Regions from separate parts of the Rattus norvegicus genome. Here region 1 is linked to region 2. The links are chromatin contacts, called in public Hi-C maps. All regions are on one chromosome and are shown on one strand. The core of a region is the stretch at or near the end of the contact, and the rest is flanking DNA. Distances in the headings are between cores, read along the strand shown.

Region 1 (7,133 bases), core at 978-3,477, 39 kb after region 2:
CCCGGCCTTCCAATATGGTCTTTGAAGATATTGTGCCCACACTCAGAATTCCAAGTTTATATGTGTGTTGGAACTAGAAGTGGATGGCTCTCTTATCCTTGACATTTTAGATTTTTTTTCTGTTACTAAAATACCCATGGCGGACTTGCAAGCCATTTTGTCTTACTTTCAGAATTTGCACTTAAGCAGCAAGGATGAGTGCTTACTTTATTGTAGACATAGGAAGTGCCTTCTTGATTGGGGGCTTTGTTATCACTGAGCCACTACTCTGGTCAGCTTCTTGATAACCCAGAGGAGCAACAGGACCCACGTGGGCCTTAACAGGCCTGGTGCTGTCTTTGCTGCAGCCCAGAACCCAGCCTGGACTCCATCATTGCAGGCTGGCATGAACATTCTGTCTCCTTCAGACATGAAGTCCTGTTGGGAGGAGAGCGACCTCTCTCTGGTGCAGCGGACTTTGTCGAGTCTCCTGTGGGCTCACTCTGTGCTTTGCATCCTTGAGTGCCTCCTCGTGAGATGGAGAATTCCTCTCAGAATCAGGAGCGTGTGCTGCAGTTCCAGCACCAGGGGAGGTTGAGGCAGGAGGATCAGGAGGTTGAGGCCTACCTGGTTTACATGACAGCGGTAGAAATGGAGTTAGAATTATACCCTTCAGTGAGCAGGAGTATTTCTGTGGGGTAGAGAATGGGTTACTGGAGCAGATTAATGTGGAATTGCTTCAGTTCCTGAGTCAGCCTCTTGAGGTTTAAGCATTGCCTTGGCATACTGAGCTCCAGCAAGTCACTTGCCCTTTGACCAAGCACTGCACCTCAAGGTCACACTAGGTTGTGGACCTAGTCAATGTTGTTTTCTTTCTACATACTTAACAACATAAAAACTATATATTTGAACTGTTTTTGAAATGCAGAGTTTTAGAAAACGTAACATAAAAACATACATTTTTAAAAAATAAAATTTAAAATGCAATGTCTTTGTGGGTTCTACTTGTCTGTTGGGAATTTTAAAGTCTTACAAGTTCAGAGAGTCTCATGTACATATGAGAAGCTTACTGGTCATTACATAGAGTCTAAATAGGATGTATTTGTCTTGTACACACACACACACACACACACACACACTTGTTTGTTTGTTTGTTTGTTTCTTGTTTGTTTGTTTGAGACAGGATCGCTCTTCCTGGCTGGCCTGGAACCTACCATGTAGACAAGACTGGCCTTGAATTCACCAGAGATCCACCTGCCTCTCTGCCTCCTGAGTGCTGGGTCAAACGTGTGCTCCTGATCCACCACTCCTGTGTAATTTTTATATTTCTAGTAATCCATCTATCATAATGTTCACTTGTGTTTTAAGTTTACAGTTTTTGATGTTGTTACTTGTTTTGTTTTTTGAGACATGGTTTGAGACTGGCCTCAAACTTGTGGCTATTCTGTTTCCACCCCAAGTGCTGAGATCATAGATATGATGTATCGTACCCAAAGAGTCGGTTTTTTTCTCTACTTCAGCCAATATTGTTTAACAGTGGCAGTGTGTGAATAACGCATCTACAGTATTCGTTTGACTGTGTTTTCCATCACCCAGAATGATTGTTAAGAATGTTAAATAAGGGGTTGGGGATTTAGCTCAGCGGTAGAGCGCTTGCCTAGCGAGCGCAAGGCCCTGGGTTCGGTCCCCAGCTCCAAAAAAAAAGAATGTTAAATAAATATTTAAATCACATGGTAAAGTCAAGGTGTTTCTATTGGCACATTTGGAGAGAGAGAGAGAGAGAGAGAGAGAGAGAGAGAGAGAGAGAGAGAGAACGCCCCTTTGAGTTGGTTCCACATTTTCTTCTGGCGATGTTCCTGGAAACGTATGCCTGTAAAGCATAAAGTGTAGTTTTTATTAGTGTCATTTCCCTTAGAACCAAGAACAAAACAGGATGTGTCTGCCACACACTTACTTGGAAGAATTGCCTTTCAGCAGTGAAAACTCAAACTTGAAATACTTTTAAAGAGATCTTAAGTGAGGTAAAATGTAGGTTGCTCCTTTAATGACAGAGAGAACTTTTGACAGAATAAAAATTCAAGCCAAAGACCTAGAAAAATCACATCCAGCTTGAAGTTTCTTTGTTATTTTTAGTGAAATCTGCCTGGAAGGAGGAAGCAGGCTGCTTCCTGAGCTGAACGAGCCTTAGAATTGCTTGGGGCTCTTCTGTAAAGCAAGCTTGGCACACACGTGACTCATTGTTCAGCTTACTTGGATAGTAGAGTGAGAAAGTGTCTCTTTGTGCTACGGTCAAAAGGTCCTTCTGCTCCTTGGTTATAATGTATATGAATGTGTCCCAAGTCAACAGGAAAGACACAGTTGCTGGGAGCCAGGTCTTGTTGGTGCAGGGGCTGAAAGTCAGCCTCTCAGGCTTGAGAGGTACTATTTTAGAAGGTTCCAGAAGAACTCAGGAAGCTGCTTTGAGAATTGAATAGAGAATATGAGTTGCAAACAAAAGGTCACCTGGAGCTTGAAGGTGGTGGCTTGGCCTCACTGTGGTGGGTAAGCAAAGGCTGTCTCCTTGACTTGTGCAGATGTCATGGCTACAGCATCCTGTCAAACCCACTGTAGTCCTTCATCCTGTGCACACATGGCCATAATGTGTGCTTCCTCATGGTATTCCCTTGATGAGCTAAGTCACAGTCTTGAATTCTCTATTTAGCCAGGGATAGATTTGATCCTCTTGCCACCAGCTGATGCTTACTGCTTGTTCTCTCTCTCTCTCTCTCTCTCTCTCTCTCTCTCTCTCTCTCTCTCTCGTTATTTTGTTTTTAGTCTCTCTTGACGTTAATCATCTTTCCCATTATCTTTTTCTCCTCTTCCATCATCTGTTACTGCCCTCCACCCCCTTCAAAGTAGGAGGGGCTCAGCAGTAAGTGACACCGCTTCACCAAGGGCAGAGAAGGGCCTAAGTGTGCTTCTCTTCTACAGAGAGCATTTCCTGCACTGCTCACACTTTTTCAAGGCCTCTGTTAATGTTCATCCCAAAGGAGCGTCTATCACTAAACTTGTGATGGTTTTGAACTTGTGGTACTTAGTAAATGGAATTTCTTTTTTTTTTTTTTTTTTTTTTGGTTCTTTTTTTCGGAGCTGGGGACCGAACCCAGGGCCTTGCGCTTCCTAGGTAAGCGCTCTACCACTGAGCTAAATCCCCAGCCCCGTAAATGGAATTGCTTTCCATTTCCCATTACACTTTATTATTTCACAAACAGCATTATAATCACATTAATGGGGAGACAAAGAATAAAAAAGAAAAATGAACCCCAAGTCTTATTTGTAACTAAGTATTTTCTGTGTTTTTGACAAATGTTTGCCAGAAAACCTGCATTTTCTGTTTAGGCAGGTGAAACCACGGGCTTGCATTCTTTGCTTTCATACCTGGTAAACTTTTCTCAAGTGTAGTTCTAAATGATTGTATACTGTGTCACCCAGTGTGGAGAGGGGAAGCGACCGACACCGATGGTGTGGCTGCTGGGCGGCTTTGTGCTGACTGTTCTCTCTGTGTCTTTTTCTGTCTCTCTATGTGATGAGTATTATTATCCTCACTTCACAGATGAGGAGGTTGGATCTTAGCTCATTCGTTTTAGGGGTCAGCTGAGTCCTGCTGTACTTGAGGTCCCCCGAGGAGCTCCTGGAGTTCAAAGATAGATGGGGCACCTGTGAAGAATTCAGAAAAGGGTGGAAAAGCAAATGGGGATTAGAACATGGAACACAGCACACTGATGCAGTGACAAGGAGAGGAGGCAGGGAATACAGTGCCTGCTGTAGGGTTGGTTGGTGAGGACACCTGGGGTCTTGTTAAACCGCAGCATGACCTACAGAGATGCCAAGTGTGGGGCCGGAAGCTTTCAGACGGAGGAGGACCACGTTTGTGAACCATCCGGAGAAACAGTACTTTCTTTCTCTCTCCTATGGGTTTCTATTTTTATTTATTTATTATTATTTATTTCTTTTTCTTTTTTATGTTTTTTAATTTTTTGAGCAGAGTTTCACTATGTAGCCCTGGCTGGCCTGAAAGAGCTGTGCTTTAGTCTCCCAAGTGTTGTGATTAAGTATGTCATGACACCCAACTAAATATTTATTTTCCATTTCAATGTTATAGGAAGATAAGCATTTTATAATTTGACCCAGCACAAACAAATGCACGTACACAGAAACCGTATAAAACTGTCTCTGGCCCTGTTGTGATTGAAGTAGAATGTTTTCATTCCATCACAAAAATGCTGGCTTAATTCATAGTGAAAAACCATTGATCTCAGGAATATTGTCAGAGCACTTTGTTACTGAGTGGGTTTGATGTAAGTGATAAGGACATGGAATACGGGTGGGGGGTTTTGTGGATGGTTTTACACCAGCTGAAGTCAGCAGCGAGGGGAGGGGATCAGAGGACAAGAGGTGGGGTAAATATTTGCAAAGCGGATGATGTGCACATATGAAATTGTCATGGTCAGACCCATCAGTGTGTACTCTGAGCATGCTCTTGAGATGTATCAGATAGAGGGGAGACATTGGAAAGGCAGAGATGAATGGCAGTGTTTGAGAATTATCACACTGGGGGTTGCTGAACATAAGCAATGCCGTCTACTTATTCAGCATACTGCCTCACCCCCCACCCTCCAATATTTTCCTACATAATGTCTGCTGTTTCAGGATTTAGTAAGCCTTTCTGATTCATACTGGGAGTCCAGTCATATTTATAACATCAGTGTTCTAGTGGATGGAGACAACAGAAAGAAGTAGCTGGTTTACACAGCAAATCTGTAAATTAGGGGATAATGTGTGCACTTGAGATGTTTCTTTGATTTAACACTAATGTTTAGTGAGATTCGCGTGCAGAGCTGGGTGCTAGTTGTGTATGCATCAGTAATTCAGTACACGGGAGGTGGGGTCAGGAGAATCAGTTCAAGGTCATACTTGGCCACATATAGTAAGTTTGAGACCAGTCTGGACTATATGAGACCTTGTGTCAGTATAACCAGACAAATCAAAACAGGAGGAAGAAAAGATTGATGTTCTTGGTATAGTATTTTCCCCAAAAGAGGTGACAGTAATTTGTTTGTGTGTGGCGTGTTGCAGCTTCCCTTGGCTCCATACTCGTACAAGTGCGGGCTGTCCAGTTTGATTCAGAATACACCAGCAGACAGCAGCCATTGCTGTTTCATGTGCACAGCTTTCCCTAGCAAAGGCAGATTTTCCTTTTTAAAACAAGTGCTTTTTGGAAGCATAAAGAATACATTCTGGGGGCTGGGGATTTAGCTCAGTGGTAGAGCGCTTACCTAGGAAGCACAAGGCCCTGGGTTCGGTCCCCAGCTCCGAAAAAAAGAACCAAAAAAAAAAAAAAAAAAAAAGAATACATTCTGAGTTAAACCCACTAGGGTGAATAATACAAATGGATACCTATGTTAAAAATAAGAAATGATTAGCTAGGTGATGGTGGAGAATATCTTCAATCCCAGTACTTAGGAGTCAGAGGCTGGGGATCTCTGTGTTCAAGGCTAGCCTGGTCTGCAGAGCAAGTTCCATTGTAGCTAGGGCTATACAGAGAAATTATTAAAACCCGACATAATTTCCTCAAAAAAAGAAAAAACTAACAAAAAATTTTAAAAGGAAATAACTAAATTTTTTTTTCCATACAGATCGAATACCTACTTAAGAAACTTACAGAAGCTATGGGAGGAGGTTGGCAACAAGAGCAATTTGAACATTACAAAATAAACTTTGATGACAATAAAGATGGCCTGTCTGCCTGGGAACTTATTGAACTAATTGGAAATGGACAGTTTAGCAAGGGCATGGATCGTCAGACAGTGTCTATGGCCATTAATGAGGTCTTCAATGAGCTTATTTTAGATGTATTGAAACAGGTAAGAGGGCCATAACACTCTCCCTCGTCTCTAGAATCTGATGTTTGAAACCAAATAGCTTCCTTCCCTCTCCATAAGTCACTTACACTCTTTAAATGATTTACAACAAAAATAAAGTTTTCTGTTTTCTCTGTTATTAGAGTTTCAGGATTTGCCCCACCCTGCTGGGATATTGAGGATTAAACCAAGGTATTATGCATTTGAGCCAAGTGCTTCACAGCTGAGCTACATCTCTATTCATATAGCAAAGTTGTATTTATTATAGTGACTATTTTTTCCTCAGCACCCAACAGTGTCTGATATACATGTAGGAAACTAAATACTTACTAAATAGAACGTCTGTCTGTCTTGAGACAGGCTCTCACCCTAGCTGGCTTAAAACTCATTGTATAGACCAGGGTGGCCTCAGTCTGCCTGCTGGGATTAAGATAGGCACCCGCTGCAAGCATGTATACACACACACACACACACACACACACACACACACACACAGTCTTACATTATGTGAAATAATCTGCTTTTAGTTTTCCATACATATCACTTTCTTTGTTCAGTAGGTGATTATTGTCCCTGTCCTTTTTTCCGTCAGTAAGCATTAATTAAGGCCTAACTCAGGAGTTAGCACTCAGGAGGCTGGAGATTGCATAGGGATCTGGTATCCCAAGGATGTGTGTGTGCTGTCTCTGTCCACACACCTTTATGTCTCCTTTGCTGAGTGAGCATCCCAAACATTTCTCTTCACCTGTAAATATTTCAATAAATGTCTTAAAAGGTAAGGCAATGTGGGAAAATTCACTATTAATTAATACCAAAGGTTCTGTTATCTGTATGTCACTTGCAGAGACTCTGAAATGTCTAAATTTATATGTAAACCTTTGTGTGTGGTTATGTGGATTTCACTGGGGATCATGTCTCTGGATCACAGATTCTCAGAGACTCTGGTTCATTGTCCACACAAGTGAGAACCATTGACATTTGTATATTTTGGACCAGGTGTCAGATAATGGCGTAAATCATACAGTCAAAGGATTGTGAGCTCTTGCACATAAAAGCACACAGGTGACATTTGGTTTAACCTGCCATAGGGTTACATGATGAAGAAAGGCCACAAACGGAAAAACTGGACTGAGCGCTGGTTTGTATTAAAACCCAACATAATTTCCTACTATGTGAGCGAGGATCTGAAAGATAAGAAAGGAGACATCATGTTGGATGAAAACTGCTGTGTGGAGGTGAGTGGGTGTGGCCTCT
Region 2 (7,148 bases), core at 2,577-5,076:
GCCAGATGGTTAAGAGTGTGTACTGGGCTTGTAGATGATCTGAGTTTGGTTCCCAGTACCATGGTTCACATGGCTCACAACCTCCTGTAGCTCCAGCTTCAGGGAGATATGATGCCCTCTTATGGCTTCCTTGGATACCCGCACACACAAAGCACATGCACATGTAAATATAAAGAAAAAAGTTTCAGGTGTGGTGGTGGTGTATACTTTAATTTCACCACTCCAGAGGCAGGGGCAAAGGCAGGCAAAAGGGTGATGAGCTGGAGACCAGGCAGGTCCTTGTTCATATAGGAAGTCCCCCTCACCCCAGCTAAAGCCACACAGTGAAACACTGTGTCAAAAAAGGTGGGTGGGTGGAATTTTAGGGAACTAAATTGTAGTTTGGTTAAATTGCCATAGGACAAATCCATTATAGGAGCCTTACTGTGATAGTGTGTGCCATGCTAGCTTTTCTTTTTTTTTGGGGGGGGGGTTCTTTTTTTCGGAGCTGGGAACCGAACCCAGGGCCTTGCGCTTCCTAGGCAAGCGCTCTACCACTGAGCTAAATCCCCAACCCCCATGCTAGCTTTTCATTTGAGCCTCATGTTATTCTATTTTATCATGTTAATCATTTAAATATCATGCTATTTAATAGTACTCCAGATAAATAATAGTATTCCATTCCATTTTACAAGCAAGGAAGTAACACTTCATATTTATTCATAGATAAGTGAATAGGAAAACCAAGGTTCTGTCCAACCAGCCATCTTCCCAACTGACCCCAAATGACTCGAGCCTACTGATCTTCTTTTAATAGTTTCGCTCCCAATTAACTAGAATGGACTTGAGAAATTAGTAAGACACTGAATAAGTGATGGTGCATGATCCTCAGGGCTGGATATAAAAAAATAGGAACAAGACATGGTGGTTCTTACTTGAAATACTAGCAAATAAACTAACCAACCTAAAAGAAAAAGGAACGAGGATTTTAGAAGTAGGCATTAGGAAGTCCAGGATAGCCCAGAGAAATATGCTTAGTGTGTCTGGATTCTCAAAGTGTCATCTAGTGGTTAAACTGAACTTTCAGAATTAGGATTTCTTTCCTCCTTTCCCTCCTCCTCTCCTTCCCCTTGCCTCCTCTCCTCCTCTTTCTTCTCCTCCTTCTCTTTCTTCCTCTCCCGAGGCAGAGTTTTGCTCCATAGCTCTGGAATGCAGTGTGCAGACCATAGTGGCCTCAAACATGTAGCCATCCCCTACCTCTCTTTACTGAGTACAGGTGTATATTACCATGCCTGATTTAGTTTTTCTTTTTTCTTCTCTTCTCTTCTCTTTTCTTTCTTTCTTTTTTTTTGTCACTACTTAGGGCAAGCTGAGTTGGCATAAATAAATTAGAGGTTAAACCTTGTGTTTTTTGCTGACTGAAGACTTGGTCTGGAGCTAAAGAAGATCAACAATAGACACCGGATTCTGGGAGGGCAAGAATAATCCTGACCAGTGGTAATGAAATGGGGCGGCACCCTTAAGGTTGTCAAAGTGAGGAAGAGGTGACATCATGGTCCTTTTTCGTTCCTACCTTCAGCTCTATGAGATTCGCTTTGGCCTTAACCTCATTGATTCAATTTTTTTGACTCTTTCCAAATCTGTTTCTTTCCCCTTTAAAATAAGACACGTGTGGACATCAAGAAGTTTACTTATCAATTTATTTACAGGCAGGGTTTCATTTAGTCCTGGCTGTCTTTGAACTCCATATGTAGCTAAGGATGACCCTGGACCTCCAAATTTCAAGTGTTGGGTTACGGGTATGCACCATCATGCCTGGTCTAGCACCATGTAGTGCTAGGGACAAACTCAGGACTTTGTACATGCTAGATAAGCTCTCTTACCAACTGAGCTACACCCTTAGCCCAAAGGAACTGTAAAGAGGGAAAATAAACTACGCTTTTATCTGAGAATCTCCAGCTTTTGACTTTTTTGATAGTTATCCCTTTCATGTGTCTAAGGATTGTGCTATTGTGATGAGATTCAAGTTACCCAGTCATAGTCACTTCCCCAGGCAGTGGAAAAGAGCCTTCTGGAACATCTGGTATCCATGCCCATTTCATCTGTGGAGGATATGAAGCTAGGAGAGTTCAAGTGTAAGAGACAGAAGATGTGAGATTGTCATTCCGGCACTTCTCTCAGTCGGTCGAGATGGGTTCTTTTAAGTGGGTCAACCATTCTCATTAGCAAAATGGATGGAGTGATTTGCATGATTTCCGTTCACGCAAGCACAATCCACCAGCGACAGCAACCTCACCTCCATGAAGCTCTTCCTAAGATGTGAACTGACCCTCAGCGACTGGGGTTAGAAAGAAAATGTTGCTGGACTTATCGACTTCTTTTTACACACTGTTTATTTAGTGTAGGTGTGTGGGCATGCGGTGAAGTCAGAAGATGACTTGCGGTTCTCATTCCACTATGTGGGTTCAGGAGATGGAACTCAAAGTCATTACGCTTGGCATCAAGAGCCTTTATCTTTTTTTTTTCCTTCCTTCCTTTCTTTTTTTTTTAAGGAGCTGGGGACCGAACCCAGGGCCTTGCGGTTGCTAGGCAAGTGCTCTACCACTGAGCTAAATCCCCAACCCCATCAAGAGCCTTTATTGAGCTGTCTTATCAGCCAGTCTTTGACTTCTTACGGGAGTTCAATGGAGGAGTTAGAAGTCTGATGGTTAGCTGCAAGCATCATTTTTTTTTAAAAAACGATTTATATTATTACATTTATATGAGATCCCCACATGGGGATCCAGCCAATCCATATACAGCCATGAAACCCAGACAATACTGCTGATGCTAAAAGGTGTATGCTGACAGGAGCCTGATATAGCTGTATGCTGAGAGGCTCTGCCAGAGTGTGACAAATACAGAGGCGGATTCTCACAGCCAACCATTGAACTGAGAATGGGGTCCTCATTGGAGGAGTTAGAGAAAGGACTGAAGGAGCTGAAGGGGTTTGTAACCCCATAAGAATAGCAACAGTGTCAACCAACCAGAGTCCCCCAGAGCTCTCAGGGACTAATCCACCAACCAAAGAGTACACATGGACAGACCCATGGCTCCAAGCTCTTATGTAGCAGAGAATGGCTTTATCAGGCATCAATGCGAAGAGAGGTCCTTGGTCTTGTGCCCTAAAGTAGGGGAAAGTCAGGGTCGGGAAGCAGGAGGGAGTGGGTTGGTGGGTGGGTGAGCAGCCTCATAGAAGTAGTGGGAGAGGGGATGGTATAGGAGGTTTCCGGAGGGAAACCCAGGAAACGGGATAACATTTGAAATGTAAATAAAGAAAATATCCAATAAAAATGCCTAAAAAAAATCTTGTTGCTGTGCCCCCAGAGGCCATCACAACATATTTGTAAAGTGCGTGAAGCAACTTTCTCAGATTTCTGTTTTTGTTTCTGTCTCCTTCTTCATTCTTCCTGATTTGGAGTATTCCAGGTTCTGCCTGGGCATTTTTCGGGGTCTCGTCTGGCCTCTTGAGACCTTGACTCAATCCCAGGACTGAACCAACCTCCTTTAATAGCTGCGAGACTCCTGCAGAAGCCGCAGAGGCTGATCACTCCAGTCTTGCGCGTTCCTCGGGTTGGTCGACATTTCTTTGGGAGCACATACGAGCTTTGAAAATGGTCTGAGTTGATGTGGAAACCCCCCTCAAGGGTAGTGTTCACGTACCTGTAGTGGACAGAGGGTATTCCAGGGGCTGGCTGGTAAGGCGGAGGGGCGGGACCAGAGGGGCGTGTCCTCGGGAGGGCGGGGCCTGCAGCGGTCAGGTGACCGCACGGCGGGCAGCGTCGTCTGTGGAGATCCTGCTGGAAGCAGAGTAGCTGAAGGGCCGACGGGGAATCGGGTCTGTTGGGGCAGCGCGGCCGCGGCCATGGGGGGCTTGAAAGACGAACTGCTCAAAGCCATCTGGCACGCCTTCACCGCGCTCGACCTGGACCGCAGCGGCAAGGTCTCCAAGTCGCAACTCAAGGTGAGCCCCCTGCCGGCGCTTCCCGTAGGGCACGGGTCCCGCCGCAGTGTCCACAGGGAGGGCTGGTTGGGAATGCGGCGGGGCGGCGGTCCTTACTCTTCCTTCAGGCGTCCGGGCGGTGCGCGGGGGCGAGCGCGCTGCTGCGGCTCCCACGACGGCTGAGGTGCGCTCCAAGAGGCACCGCGGGACCTGCAGAGCGTCCCCCGGCGACGGGATGTATGGGGGCCCGGGAGCCTCAGCCTCGTCTCCGGGACACTGAGCAGAGCCTCCCCGCCAGCGTCCACAGGTCTTGGGGCTACTGAGCGCGTGCCAAGCGGCTCGTGTCTTGCGGGCTCCCTGCAAAGGCCATTGCTTTTGTAGAGTCCTCCTTAAGGGCTGCCCAGAGACCCCATAGTATGAGGTACGCATAAAGGGATACTTGTAAGTTGAGTAAAACCCAAAGTGGCACTCAGCCAGGAGAAATTGGCAGCGTCTTGAAAAGCCTGAAATATAGAAACAGACAAGAGGAGCCATTCAACAGGCATTTTTAAAATATACACATTTTGGATCTGAATGACTAGGTTTTCTTAGCCTCTCCTGAGGAGAAATTTCCGAAGTTTGGGTTTGCTTTGTATATTTTGTGCAGTAAATGAGGAAGTTCTTTTCAGTAGTGACTTTTATGCCAGCAGGATCTGGCGTTCTCACTTGTTTTCCTTTTGATATTATTCATTAAATCATAGTCTGGAAGGACCGATGGAAATTAGCCACACACTTTTACTTAAAAAAAAAAAAGTAATATATAAGGTCTTGGAGAGATGGCTGCTCAGTGGTTAAGGGCGACTGCTCTTCCAAAAGTCCAGAATTCCGTTCCCAGCACCCACGTGGAGTTAGCTCACATAGCTATAGGGTAGCCTATAATTCCATCTCCAGGGGATGCCTCTCAAGTCTGTGGACAGCAGCACACACATTTTCACACGTACGCTCATAATTTAAAAATAATATTTTTAAAAGTTAATAATAGTTTTTCTGGTGTACAGTTCAATGAGTTTTAGCACACGTAGGAAGTCACTATCACTAACTAGGGTTTCATCAGTTCCGTCCCACAGAGCTTTGTCATACTGCCCCATCTTCAACAGGTGGTAACCACTGATCTATCTGTTCTAGTCTTCCTTCTTCTAGTGTGATATGAACGGGATCTTCTGAAACCCGCTTCCTTTACTCAGATGAATGCCTTAGAAATTAACCTGTTTTGTGTGTGTTGTTATCGATAGGAATTGCATCTTATAGGTGTGCCATAGTTATCCATTCACCCTTGAAGATTTGTTATTTCTATTTGATTTGTGATCTGAATAGAGCTGTATGACTTTTTTTTTTTACTTTTACTTATTATACATTTTAGATAGTGTGGAGCCAGGTTTTCTTTTAACCATTCTGATGTGTCTTAGAGTATTTAGGCCATTTACATATAATGTAATGATTGATATTGATAGATTTAAGGTTGCCATTTTATGATTGGCTTCGGTTTTCTTTCTTCCTTAATTTTTTTTTTTCTGTGTACTTAGAATTACTATTTTGCCACTTTAAGGGGAATGTAGAAACCTTATGCCAGGAAGCTGCTTTATGTTGTAATTACCATGTTTATTACTCTACAAACATTGAAAAACATCATCATCATCTGTTTAATTCTAACTTTTAAAGAACTTTAGAAAATAGCTCATCTTCCCTCCAGAGTGTCCCAGGGTACTGCTCAATTTTGTTGATATAGTAGTTGAAGCTTCAGAGATGTGATTTGTCCCAAGTTACAGTGTAAACAGTATCTAGTTTAGAACCAAGATATGTCTGTCTGCTTGCCTGCCTATCTCTGTCTGTCTGTATCTATCTATCTGTCTGTCTGCCTGTCTATTTTGAGACAGGATCTCTCTCTATAGCCCTGACCATACTGGAACTCACTATGTAGACCAGGCTGGCCTGGAGCTCACAGAGATCCACCTCCTTCTGCCTCCCTAGTTCTGGGATTAAAGAGTGACACCAAGCTTGACAAGCTTTTCACATTTTAAAGCCAGTGTTTTTTAATCAGCCTCTCCTGACCCTTCAAATTGGTGACATAACATTCTCTTACTTTCATTGTACTCCATTAAAAATTTGAGGGAGGCTGGAGAGGTGGCTCAGTGCTTAAGAGCATTGACTGCTCTTCCAGAGGTCCTGATTCAATTCCCAGCAACCACATGGTGGCTCACAACCATCTGTAATGGGATCCGATGCCCTCTTCTGATGTGTCTGAAGACAGTGACCATGTACTCACATACATAAAATAAGTAAATAAATAAATCTAAAAAATTTTTTTTGAGGGAAAGAACCTAGTTTTTTTTTTTTTTAAATTAAATGAAACCTCTGCTGGTCTTCATTTATTTGATGTCTTTGTGTGTGTGTGTGTGTGTGTGTGTGTGTGTGTTTGTGTGTGTGTGTGTGTGTGTGCTTACTTCTGTGGTTGTCCTGTCACAGTGTAGATATGGAGATCAGAAGATAACTTTCATGAGTCAGTTTTGTTGTTCTATTGTATGAATTCCCAGGGTCAAACTCAAGTCATCAGGCTTTGCAGCAAGCAACTTTTAGCCACTGAGCCATCTTGCTGGTCCCCTTAGGAGATTATTGGCATCAAGCTAGGCTGGAAGTGTAAACTCTCAGTTCATAGTTTTCAAACACATGTTGGTAGCACATTTGCGAAGTTGTATTTGGTCTTTCCTGCAATGACATAAGAGACTTTGGATTAATTCAGTGTGTACATCTTGCCAGTGTTTTTGGAACTGAAAATATTTTAATTTAAAATTTTCTTTGTGCCTGACTCCATTTCACTGGGGAAAGTTGTGTTTTGGAACTCATATATTGATTTGTGTATAAGGTACCATGCACCATGCTAATTTTTTAAAAAGAATTATTTATTTGTGTATATGAGTACATTGTAGCTGTCTTCAGACACACCAGAAGAGGGTGCCAAATCCCATTACAGATGGTTGTGAGCCACCATGTGGTTGCTGGGAATTGAACTCAGGACCTCTGGAAGAGCAGTCAGTGCTCTTAACCACTGAGCCATCTCTCCAGCCCCCCTCCCCTGCACTATACTAATTTAATGAAAGGTTAGTAGTTTTAGACTGTTAAGTTTTTTTTCTTCTCTGTATTGGGGATGGAA

The links. Hi-C and Micro-C count contacts between places; a contact is called where the count stands out from the background.
Region 1: a Hi-C map of liver shows a contact between it and region 2, with 2.2 times the contacts expected there. The contact joins the enhancer-like site here to the promoter of Swap70 in region 2. A contact is called at or near these places in 5 of 12 Hi-C or Micro-C datasets (frontal cortex, kidney, liver and 1 more).

What each region holds. Positions count from the first base shown.
Region 1 is chr1:173,738,849-173,745,981 of GRCr8, forward strand. Swap70 (switching B-cell complex subunit SWAP70) reads left to right here. Exons shown (of 12, transcript NM_001106288.1): 4 at 5,655-5,882; 5 at 6,968-7,114. Among named protein-coding and RNA genes, the nearest start is that of Swap70, 40 kb to the left of the region's middle. Within about 2 kb of position 2,228, at least 9 of the 93 cell types and tissues checked have an H3K27ac peak or open chromatin away from gene starts, as enhancers often do.
Region 2 is chr1:173,698,560-173,705,707 of GRCr8, forward strand. It overlaps Swap70 (switching B-cell complex subunit SWAP70), which reads left to right and starts at 3,827. Exons shown (of 12, transcript NM_001106288.1): 1 at 3,827-3,982. The coding sequence starts at 3,884.